Linked DNA regions of Sus scrofa: region 1 is linked to region 2. A link is a contact called in public Hi-C data. All regions are on one chromosome and are shown on one strand. The core of a region is the stretch at or near the end of the contact, and the rest is flanking DNA. Distances in the headings are between cores, read along the strand shown. Region 1 has its middle 180 kb from the start of KCNJ16. Region 2 has its middle 12 kb from the start of KCNJ16.

Region 1 (4,983 bases), core at 288-2,787, 170 kb after region 2:
CATCAATTTAAGAGACTGAGGACCTGCAGCTTGTAGCTCCATCCACATGGTTTGAAAGCCTCACGATGCTCAAGGATTTGAAGGGAAATTAACCCGCACCCAAAAATACCACTGTAAAAACATTGGCTACACCTGTGTTAATTCTATTATACTAAAATAAAATTAAAGCACCAAAGGAGAATGTTGGGGGAGCATGCCTGCATTCCTGGCCATTTTCTAATGATTTATGCAGCTGCTCAATGAATAAGACAAACACACTTGAGAAAGAAAATGTTACAAATTAAGCAAAAAAAGAAGTCTAGAGGTGGTGATAGAAGCATTTCTGAGATCCTGTTCACTTTTTTCAACTTGTTGTTGTTGTCGGACTTAGTTATAGCACCAGCTTACTCCACTTGATTAAGAGGGTAACATGTGAAGCCATCAGATGAAAATCAGCCTCACAGGGATGAACGAGAATATTCAAAATGATATCCTGATTTTTTTTAAAGCAAAACACATTGCAGAATACAAAATAAGTCTAAGAAAGTAATAGCCATTACTCCCACTCAGTCACTCAGCACTATTGAAACGGACAGTGAAATTTCACTGGGAAAAAATTGCAATCATTTTCTGTACTTGTTTCTGTTATTAGCTACCTAGGCAGTAGGTTATTAAACAAAGAATTGCAGAATTGCTGATAAGCTTCTTGGGCCAGGTCCTATGTGGGTAGCTGCTTTCGAGTTTAAATGTGTTATGCTTTCTGCTGAAGTTGGTAGAAAAAATTGAAGCTCCTCTCCAGGGTCCAAAAAAAAAAAAAAAAAGACTAGTAGAGAGGTGAACAACGAAGAAAAATACGTTTGAACTCCATGAGACTTGGACTCAGGTTACTAACACCACCGATTCCTAATTGGATGACCTTGGCTCTCTTGCCTCTCACTTTCTCCACTACCAAATGGGACGTAATGTCACCAACATCACAGGACAGCTATCCATGCGGTAATAACCATGAGTTCCCTCGAACTGGACCCCTCAGAGAATCACAAGAAATGGTATAACCATCTCCCACTTGTTATTTTTGTAGCATGCATGGGTATGATGCAGCCACCGTGGAATGAGAGTGAAGAAAGTATTTGAGCTAGATTGTATATAGTACTGTGTCATTCTGTAAAGAAGGAGAGAGTTGAAAGTGGTTAAAAGCAATAGTCTGGAACTAAAAATGGAAAGATTGGGCAAGATATTAAAAACAAACCAACCACAACAACCTCCCAAGTCGTAACAAGAATTGGGCAACAGAAGGGTGGCCTGAGTCACCGTCAAGGAAAGGATTCAACGGATAGGTTAGAAAGTGGATGAAACCACACTGGAATGACTACAGATGAAGACAGCTTGAGGTTGATGATATGAAATGGTTTTTCCAATCTCAATCTAGTTTATTTTTATCTTCCTCATGAAATGTAAAATAATTCACATGACAATTTGATTGAGACCTTATGGGTACCGTTTCCATTGTGCAAGACAGGAATATTTAGGGCAGAAGACTTTTGCCAAATGGTAACAGAAGATGGCCAGCGTGAGCCAGAGTCCAGTAGAGGGTTGAGCAAGAGTGGAGTGAATTGGGGTAGAGGAGGCCGCCCGTGTGGACGATCCAAATCAATGTTTTATTGTCATCATTAGAATCTCCTCTTGTTTGTGTCACTCACATGCTTAATGAGGGAGGAAGTCATAAAAGCCTGAGTCAGGACCTTTGACCAATGCCCACAGTCTGTAATGTGAAGCTGCCATTCAGGGAGTGTCTGCACACGTCTAAACAAAACCCTAAGCAGTTCTGAGAGGCTCTAAAAGCTTCAGTTTCTATAGCAGTGCCTGAAATCTACAGGAAATTACAAAGTTTATATCTTTGGCTCACAAGTCACTAGTTGTGTGTCCTTCAGAGTTTACTACGTGGTATCTCCAGTAATCTAAATGAGATCTTAAAAATCTCTAAAAACTCTAAAGGCCAGTGTAGCCCTAGTTTTAGACAATCTGTTCCTAATTTTGCTTTGCCTTTGGAGGACTATTAAGAATTTTATAAAAGGACTGCCATTTCCATGCTGGCTGGCTCAGGCAGTTTAAGTTTCAAATGTATGGTAGAGAGTGAGAATAATTAGAGTTATGAAAAAATCAGTCCCTCCCATCAATTCCCAGGTACAGGCTGTACCACTGTCGGGCAATTTCAAAATCTCATTTGTGCATCTGTGTTTGTTTAATGTTTGAGTGTGTTTGGATGTGCTTTTACAAATGGCTATCTATAAATCTCCATCCATTAGGTAGACTGGGACTTTCATAAGGGAATCCAAAGAACTAATGAAAAGAACATTCTGGTAACAATTCTCTGTTTATAGAGAGGATTTTTTTTCCCCCAAAGAGCTCAAAGTTCTTTTCATTAAAATATTAGCGCATGTCTATGAGGTAGGTAGTAGGTTGGAATCAGTAGCTGTATATTTTACAGATGAGCAGCTAAGACTCCAGCCAGCATGACAGTCCTTAGGGGACAGAATCAGAAACCACCAAGCCAACTCAGCTGATGTGCTCTCTATACCATCACTGAGAAGTGCACATGCCAAATAAAATCTGGTTTTAGATCAACTGGAGAGGAATGAATGTTCAGTAAACCTGTAAAATATATTTGCAATGTTTTTCTATAAAGTGCCCTCTCCAGATATATAGCTCCTCAATGATATTTTAATAATAACATCAAGGAGTCAACATTTTCCTCTCAAAAGCAGAGAGATATCTTTGTATGTAGTAGGGAGCTAAGACCTGGGGAATAAATCACAAACATGTGGGAACACCAACAAAATCCTCAAATTTGCCTTCTTGAGGAAGATGGTTGGTTAGTAAGACACATTTTATAAAATACATGTGGTCATTCTCACCATAGGTATATAAATGCATGTGTGTACATATCCTTAAATATAAGAAAAAAAATGACTTCAAGTAGGAAAGACTTTTGTTCGACACAGAAAAATTATTTGGCTACCAGAATGAAAAAATTTCTAAAATAACTACTAAGAAAGATTATAGGCAGACCCGCACCCAAATATTTGCAGGGCTTGGAACAATAATGCAAGTGGGCTTGCTTTTATATTCTCTCCCCAACTTTGAAAAATAAACCTTCGTAATGACAAAGTAAGAAGTTAATACGGTTACAGTTATTATGACACTGAGAAGTGACCAAAAATCTAAGCGGACTGAGTTTAATTCTTATCATATCTGGGTGTTCTGTTGATAAGTTGGCAATATCTGGATAAGTATCAAATTAAAAACATACATTATTTATAAGCTTATTATACAGCTGTCCTATAGATTTTTCTTGCTTTAATTCAGCAAACTCATTAATTACATTATTACAATAATGATTTTCACTTAAGTTATGACATACCGAGAGTAGTGACTAAAGGATTAAAACACAAAATGTAATTGTATTCAAAATATATGATTTTGAGAATATTTTCATTAAAAAAGAAAATTACATGTAAAGTATAAAATAAGAATTGGTTTCAAAAAGTTATTTTTGGAGTTCTCATTGTGGCTCAGCAGGTTAAAAACCTGATGTAGTCTTGGTGAGGATGATAGTTTCTACCCCTGGCCTCACTCAGTGGGCTAAGGATCCAGTGTTGCCACCAGCTGTGGTGTAGAGCACAGCTTGGGTGAAGATCACAGCTTGGGTCCAGTGTTGCTGTGGCTGTGGCGTAGGCCTGCAGCTGTAGCTCTGATCCAACCCTAGCTTCCTGGGAACTTCCGTATGCTGCAGGTTTGGTCATTTAAAAAAGGTTATTTTTCTTCTAAAGATTTCAAAATTACCTATTAGAATGTAAAAAGAAAACTAAAATTTAAGAAAACATTTTTGCAAAAATAAATTCATTTGCAGTTCTAGAATTTTGGATCTGTCCAGTATCTATAACGAATCAGTATCACACATCATGCATATTATTTACATATATACGAACTGTAAGAGTAATACGGACTATTTATACTGTGAAATATTCCTCAGCTTGAAAATCCTGCACAGTTTTTGAGTTCCTCTGAAATCACAAATTAGATCATAAAGAGAAACAAGAAAATGGTGCTTGGCCCTCTTGGGAAATGATATACTTGGTTATGTAAGAATCTATACTACTATATAAGACTTTATTGTATCATTTGATGAGTTACTTTGTCTTACCTTTAAATTAAGCCCTTCTATTACATTTTTTTCCTTTTTATGGCCCCACCCACGGCATATGGAAATTCCTGGGCTAAGGGTCAAATCGGAGCAGCAGGCCCACACCACAGCCACAGGAACACCAGCTCCGAACCGAATCTGTGACCTTCGCCACAGTTCACGGCGATGCTGGATCCTCAACCCACTGAGCGAGACCAGGGATTGAAGCCCCGTCCTCACAGAGATAGCGTCAGGTCTTTAACTCATTGAGCCAAAAGGGGAACTCCAACTGTTCCAATTTTTTGCCTGCACACTGAATCAGTGCCCATCTCTGCTGTCAGCACAGGTACAATTCTTCTTTTGTCTTGAGCATGTATTGCAAGGAAGATGGAGGAACTTTTCTGAGGCTTGAGTAACAGCAGTGATTAGAGGAGATTTTAAGGGTTACTGGCAACACTGTGCCAACACCAAGTGCTAGATCCCAAATGACAAGAAAGAAGCCTGTGTGTTTCCTTAATAATTTGAGTGTGTGTTTGCGTGTGTGCGCTATGTGAGTCCCTCAAGACAACAAAGCCCAGAAAAGCCCTTTTGCTTGGGCTTAAGGTGTTACCGGTTACAGGATCTTGGAGCCCTAAATTTCAAGATGCTTCTTGTAGTCACAGGTGATTCAACTGAGAATGTTTTGGGGACTGAGAGGCATCTTAAAGACTAATTTATTATTCTAGTGAATGTATGAGCAAGACATCTCAGACTTGTCAACTAGTTTAGGATTAAAACATTTGAATACAATTTAAAGATCCTTTGTAAGACTTGCCAAAAGG
Region 2 (5,553 bases), core at 2,229-4,728:
GATAAATACGGTCAAAGAAATACTACCATTTTAACCTCACTCCTCTTTTCATTTTTGTATGTCTTTCCTAAGATTTTAATGGAGGGCTTTTTTTTTTTTTTTGAGTAATTTCTAAGTGTTTGGTAGCACTTTCTCTTCCTCAGCTCATGTAAGTCTCATGACCACAATAGCAAGTATTATCCTCTTTTCAGAAAAAAGAAAGTTGGAGGTTTTAAATAACTTCCTCAAGGTTACCAAACTACCAAGTCATGAGGAGTATTAGAACTAAATGTTTTATTTCTTAGCCCAAACTTCTTGATAAGTATCTTACATAGTTGTAAATGTGGTGTGAAGACAATTTTGTTTCTTGGCTTTCCCACTTAATGCTCAATTATTTTTTGCTGCAGGAGAGCATGGTCTGTTACCACTATTTTCGAAGCCTGTTCTCTCTTAATATAGGTACGTCCAACTTCCTTAACCTTTCTCCTACCATGGGACTTTGGATTACTTCCAAATTTTGCAGTTTTATAATTCATACTACAATAACTATCTTAATGCATAACATGCTTTTACATAACTTAGGGTTTTTTTTTTTTTTTTTTTTTTGTCTTTTGTCCTTTTTAGGGCTGCACCCACGGCATATGGAGGTTTCCAGGCTAGGGGTCTAATCGGAGCTGTAGCTGCCAGCCTATGCCACAGCCATGGCAACGTCAGATCCTTAACCCACTGAACGAGGCCGGGGATCAAACCTGCAACCTCATGGCTCCTAGTCGGATTCGTTAACCACTGCGCCACAACGGGAACTCCAACTTAGGGATTTTTTTCTCTCTAGTTTAAAACGCTTAGAAAATTTTGAAGATTTTTTTTTATATATATGTGCAAAGTCTAAGTGGTAATTTTTCTATTGCTTCCATTTTCGCTGGGATTTCAGAGCTGAAAAGTTAGACGACCAATGTCCTTTCCTTCTAGAGTGAGATGCCTGGTCATTTACACCTATGACTGTGAAAGAGGCTGCCAACACCAGGTTCCGCTCCTCTTAACCCATCACCTGCCTTCCATTACATAATAAAAGTTAAGAATGCATCATGAAGATTGATTAATAATTTTCAGAAAGGGAGTTCCCATTGTGGCGCAGCGGAAACAAATCCGACTAGGAACCATGAGGTTGTGGGTTTGATCCCTGGCCTCGTTCAGTGGGTTAAGGATCTGGCGTTGCCATGGCTCTGGCATAGGCTGGCAGCTACAGCTCCGATTAGACCTCTAGCCTGGGAACCTCCATATGCCGTGGGTGCAGCCCTAAAAAGGACAAAAGACAAAAAAAAAAAAAAAAATCAAAAAAATAATAATTTTTAGAAAGATTGTCAGTAAGCTCTACACTTCTCTTCTCCTCCACTATGCTTTACTAACCAACCTCAGGCTAAGTGAGAAAACTTAGAGGAATTTGGAAAACAAATTACACTTGGAAAGTGTAAAGGCAAGAGCTGGATGGGAGTAATCCCAATGGCTGAACGCAGCAAGAAAACGGAGTCAGGGTGGACCCCCCAGAGGACAAGAAGGCGTGACCACCTCGAGCAGATTCCATTCTGTGGTTTGCCTGCCAGGGCTGAGAGTCCACAAGGGTAAGAGGTTATCAGAAGATCACCACCACAAGCAGGAGTTCTGACGGATGTCATGCACGGCCACCCAGCTGGGGCATTGCCCAGTTTGGGAATGGTATTGTGGGTAGTCCTTGAAGAAGCCATAAAATACCCTGAGGCAGAAAGAGCAGCATTTAAGTACTTCCCTCCATCACAAGGCACTAAACCCAGGTTACAACTGCGCCAGTGGATAGATAACTTCTAAGCCCTGATGTCTCGTCTCTGACTCCTTATTACCAAGGAGGGCCCAAGGAACAACATAGCTGGTAAGGGAGGAGGAACAAAAGAATGAGACAGACAATAACAGAGTATCCACCTTCTCTACTGTAGGATTCCAAGCTCCAAGTCAGAAGGAGTTTAGTGACGAAGCTTGAAACAGGATTATATAATGAAGGATTTGTTTTTGGTTTGTTTCTAAATCTCGAACTGGACTTTTTTTTTCTTGGCCTTGTCTGCAGCATGAGGAAGTTCCTGGGTCAGGGATCAAACCCACACAACAGCAGTGACAATGCAGGATTCTTAAACACTAGGCCACCGGGGAACTCCTCAAACTGGACTTCCGCTTACTTGAGAATTAATTTACCAGAGGTTTCTATCCAAAGGCAAAGAAGGAAGATTCAACACAAAACTTTAACAGGGTACTGTGGAAGAAAAATGTAATTATTTTACAGTTTCATACCTCTGAACCCAGCTCATTCAATCAACAAATACAGAAAATTTCAAGTTAAATTCCAAAACATTTTTACCAATTTACAATGCCCTCAGTGATGCAGGAAAGTCAGTCCATGATGTTTTTGCTAGCTTTAAAAATTCTCCTCTGATGTTTATTGTAATTTAATAAGTGAAATGTGACCTCAATTTAATGATAGTGTTTTTACAGTTAACATAAGTAAACATTCTCATTTGCATGTCTATTATTTGTATTTGCTCACTTGTAAGTCAGCTACAACACTGGACAATATATCTAATAGTTAATTATTTTGTTATAAATTTGCATTTGGCATTAAAAAGAGAGAAAAATTCCTTCCCCTGTTTGATACAACCATTGTGGTAATCTCTAGTTTGCCTTACAATACCATTGATTTTTTACATATAAAATTTTGAAAACGTATCAGAAGTCCAACTGTCAATGTTTTCCATTCACATTTCTCCTCTTCAGAAATTTGGGGGTGGGGAGGAATGTCTACTTTTTCTTTATTCTTTTGTCACGGGACTTCTAATGTTTAAATGTTTGACTGTTTCTCCCATCTGGAATTCATTTGTATAAGGGTCAGAATCTGATAAGCATGAGTTGAGTATAACAAGTTGGCTGGGAAAAAAACTGTTGTTTGTATGGATATATCACGTTCAGAAATATTCGTATTCTAGTTTAAAGACAACAAATGTTCTCACTCTCTAGTAAAGGCTAAGATAATTTCATAATAAATTTTCCTTACAAAAAAAATCCAAAGAGTTTCTCTTTTTATAAACATCGAGCTGCCGGACTTTGCTCTTTTTTTTTCCTCTGTCACAGCCTCTCCCTATTAGAATTTACACACCATCCTTTGTCAGGGACGCAAACTGTTCTACAGTTTGTTAATGTCCAAGAAAGGCCATCAACCTCTGAATCATTTTTTCCCCAAACATAAATCCTTGGGCCAACAAAGAAAAGAGGTATTTTTCCATCTCCAAAATTCCTGTTATTTTAAGTCTATCCTTTAACCAAAGTGGCTTTGTGTTTCTTTTTCCTTGATAACTCACAGGTTCAAATGTAAAAATTTATTATTACAAGGAACAATTATGAGGTTCAAAGCATACTGTGAGCATTCCATGCTTCTAGCTTCTGGTACTGATATTCGGAATGAAATACTTGTGGTTGTCTATTCGCATGAGGTGGCAGGGTTCCAAGCACTGGCGGTGAGAGGCTTATGAATGTCTGCCTTCGTCAGACCCAATGGGGACCTAGCATCATGGGAGGTTGCCCAAGCGCCACACTGGAGGCATCTCAAAAACAAACTTTTGACCATTAACTTATTCATTCCAGTTCCTCTTCAATGTCAACAATGGAAACCACAAAAAGGGGGAAAACGGATTTGCTGATTTTCTTAGTTTGAACATTCTAGATTTTAAGATTTCAAGATCTCTTTCCTAAAACATTGAACTAGAAAAACCACTGACCTTTTAAAATACGTTTTGTTTTTACTTCTTCAGTTTGGCATGTTTAGTATTTTGATAACCCCCTACTCATAATATTTCTTATTTAATAAGATAATACATTTACATAGCAAAGCAAAAAACAAAAACAGGACTCCATTCTTTATTGCTGACTTCTCCATCACCAGTCCTGTTTACTTTTCTATAAGACTGACATAATAACTCGCCTTTTTATGCTTATATAGCATATATATAGTTTTTAAACCATTTTTTTCATTGAAATATAGTTTATTTACAATGTTGTGTTTGTATTGGGTGTAGAGCAAAGTGTTTCAGTTCCATAAATATATTCCATATGTGGAACAGACAAATACAGATATATTCTTTTTTAGATTCATTTCCATTATAGGTTATTAAAAGATGTTAAATATTCTTCCCGGTCCTATTATTTATCTATTTTATATATAGGAGTCCTATAGGTTCTTATTATTTATTTTATATATAGGAGTGTGTATATGTTAATCCCAAACATATAGAGTTTTATTATAGAATAAAAGGATTGTATTTTAGTTACATGTGTACATGTTTGCCTCCTCTGGAACACTGAGAGCTTTTTGATGATAAGAATATATCCTGTTGATCTCCATTAGCCTAGCACTTAACACAATGCCTGATTACCAGGTGTCATAAAAGTCTATCAATGAAACATATAATAATATGTCAATAATACCCCTGTATATAAATGACTTCTGATCTAGGATGCTTTGAGAACTTCAAGATTCTAAGATAATTTTCATATCAATATTAAGCTATCCATATTATGCTGTAGCTGCTAAATATTCCATAACTATCAACAACAGTTCATAGGGCCTAAACAACACTGTATAACAAAGCGCCAAATACACTCAATTCCGTGTCCTCTGTGTGACAGAGACTGCACATATGCACCAAAACCCATTACCTTTTCCCACTGGAAACACACCACAAGAATACATATCTTATCACCCTTTGCAATTACATGTAGCCATATGCCAATTCTGAACAATAGAAGATGGGCAAAAATGATGTTCACTTCCAGCTCAGTTCATAACAAAATCCTACAAGTGATCCATGCTCTCTTTCCCCATCTGTTCCTGAACAGAAAAAGACATGACAACCTATAATAAGGTAAAAGTGTAAAATGGAAGGAACTTGTCCTTGAATGACGACATATACAGCTTCCTGATCAGAACTAGCCACTACGAACTACGATATGAGCTAGAAATAAATCATTAGAGTCCTAAAGCTCTAAGATTACAGGGTTTATTTGTCATAATACCTAATATTACATTAACTAGTTTAGAAATTAGTATTTGGAAGCTGGGTGCTAACATAGCACAGACCTAAAATTTGTGGCATTAGCTTATTAGTCAGCTGTAGTAGAGAAACTGATATAGGAGGCTAGAAAGACGAAGGTCTAGTTTATGGTGTTCCATGGGAAAATATATAGTAGAACTACCAGCTACAGTAAATAGAAAGCCAGACCGGACCTCACGTAATTATTAAGTCTGTGAGGTTATACAAGAGGTTAATGAGAATAACAATGTCTATTTGCTACTATTGGCCACTCTTAGCAATATATAACAAAAAAGAGATGAATAAACAAAACCCAGCTAGTTTTTGAAGCAGAAATCAAGGTGGATATGGTATCCAGAGATCAACAACTTTTAGGGTTGGATAAATTGAAAAAGGCTCTGAATGGCAAAATATAGTAAAATTCTTAGCAAAAATTAAAATAACAACAACAAAACACACAGCCTTAAGA

What was found. A called contact is a pair of places that touch in the nucleus more often than the background predicts.
Region 1: a Hi-C map of embryonic fibroblasts shows a contact between it and region 2, with 2.9 times the contacts expected there. The contact joins two enhancer-like sites. A contact is called at or near these places in 2 of 47 Hi-C or Micro-C datasets (embryonic fibroblasts and fibroblasts) and 1 of 2 datasets of contacts at active chromatin or transcription factors (skeletal muscle).

The regions. Positions count from the first base shown.
Region 1 is chr12:10,718,009-10,722,991 of Sscrofa11.1, forward strand. No RefSeq gene overlaps it. Among named protein-coding and RNA genes, the nearest start is that of KCNJ16, 180 kb to the left of the region's middle. Within about 2 kb of position 1,538, at least 7 of the 83 cell types and tissues checked have an H3K27ac peak or open chromatin away from gene starts, as enhancers often do. A contact at or near this core is called in embryonic fibroblasts, where this site is marked.
Region 2 is chr12:10,547,948-10,553,500 of Sscrofa11.1, forward strand. No RefSeq gene overlaps it. Among named protein-coding and RNA genes, the nearest start is that of KCNJ16, 12 kb to the left of the region's middle. Within about 2 kb of position 3,479, at least 5 of the 83 cell types and tissues checked have an H3K27ac peak or open chromatin away from gene starts, as enhancers often do. A contact at or near this core is called in embryonic fibroblasts, where this site is marked.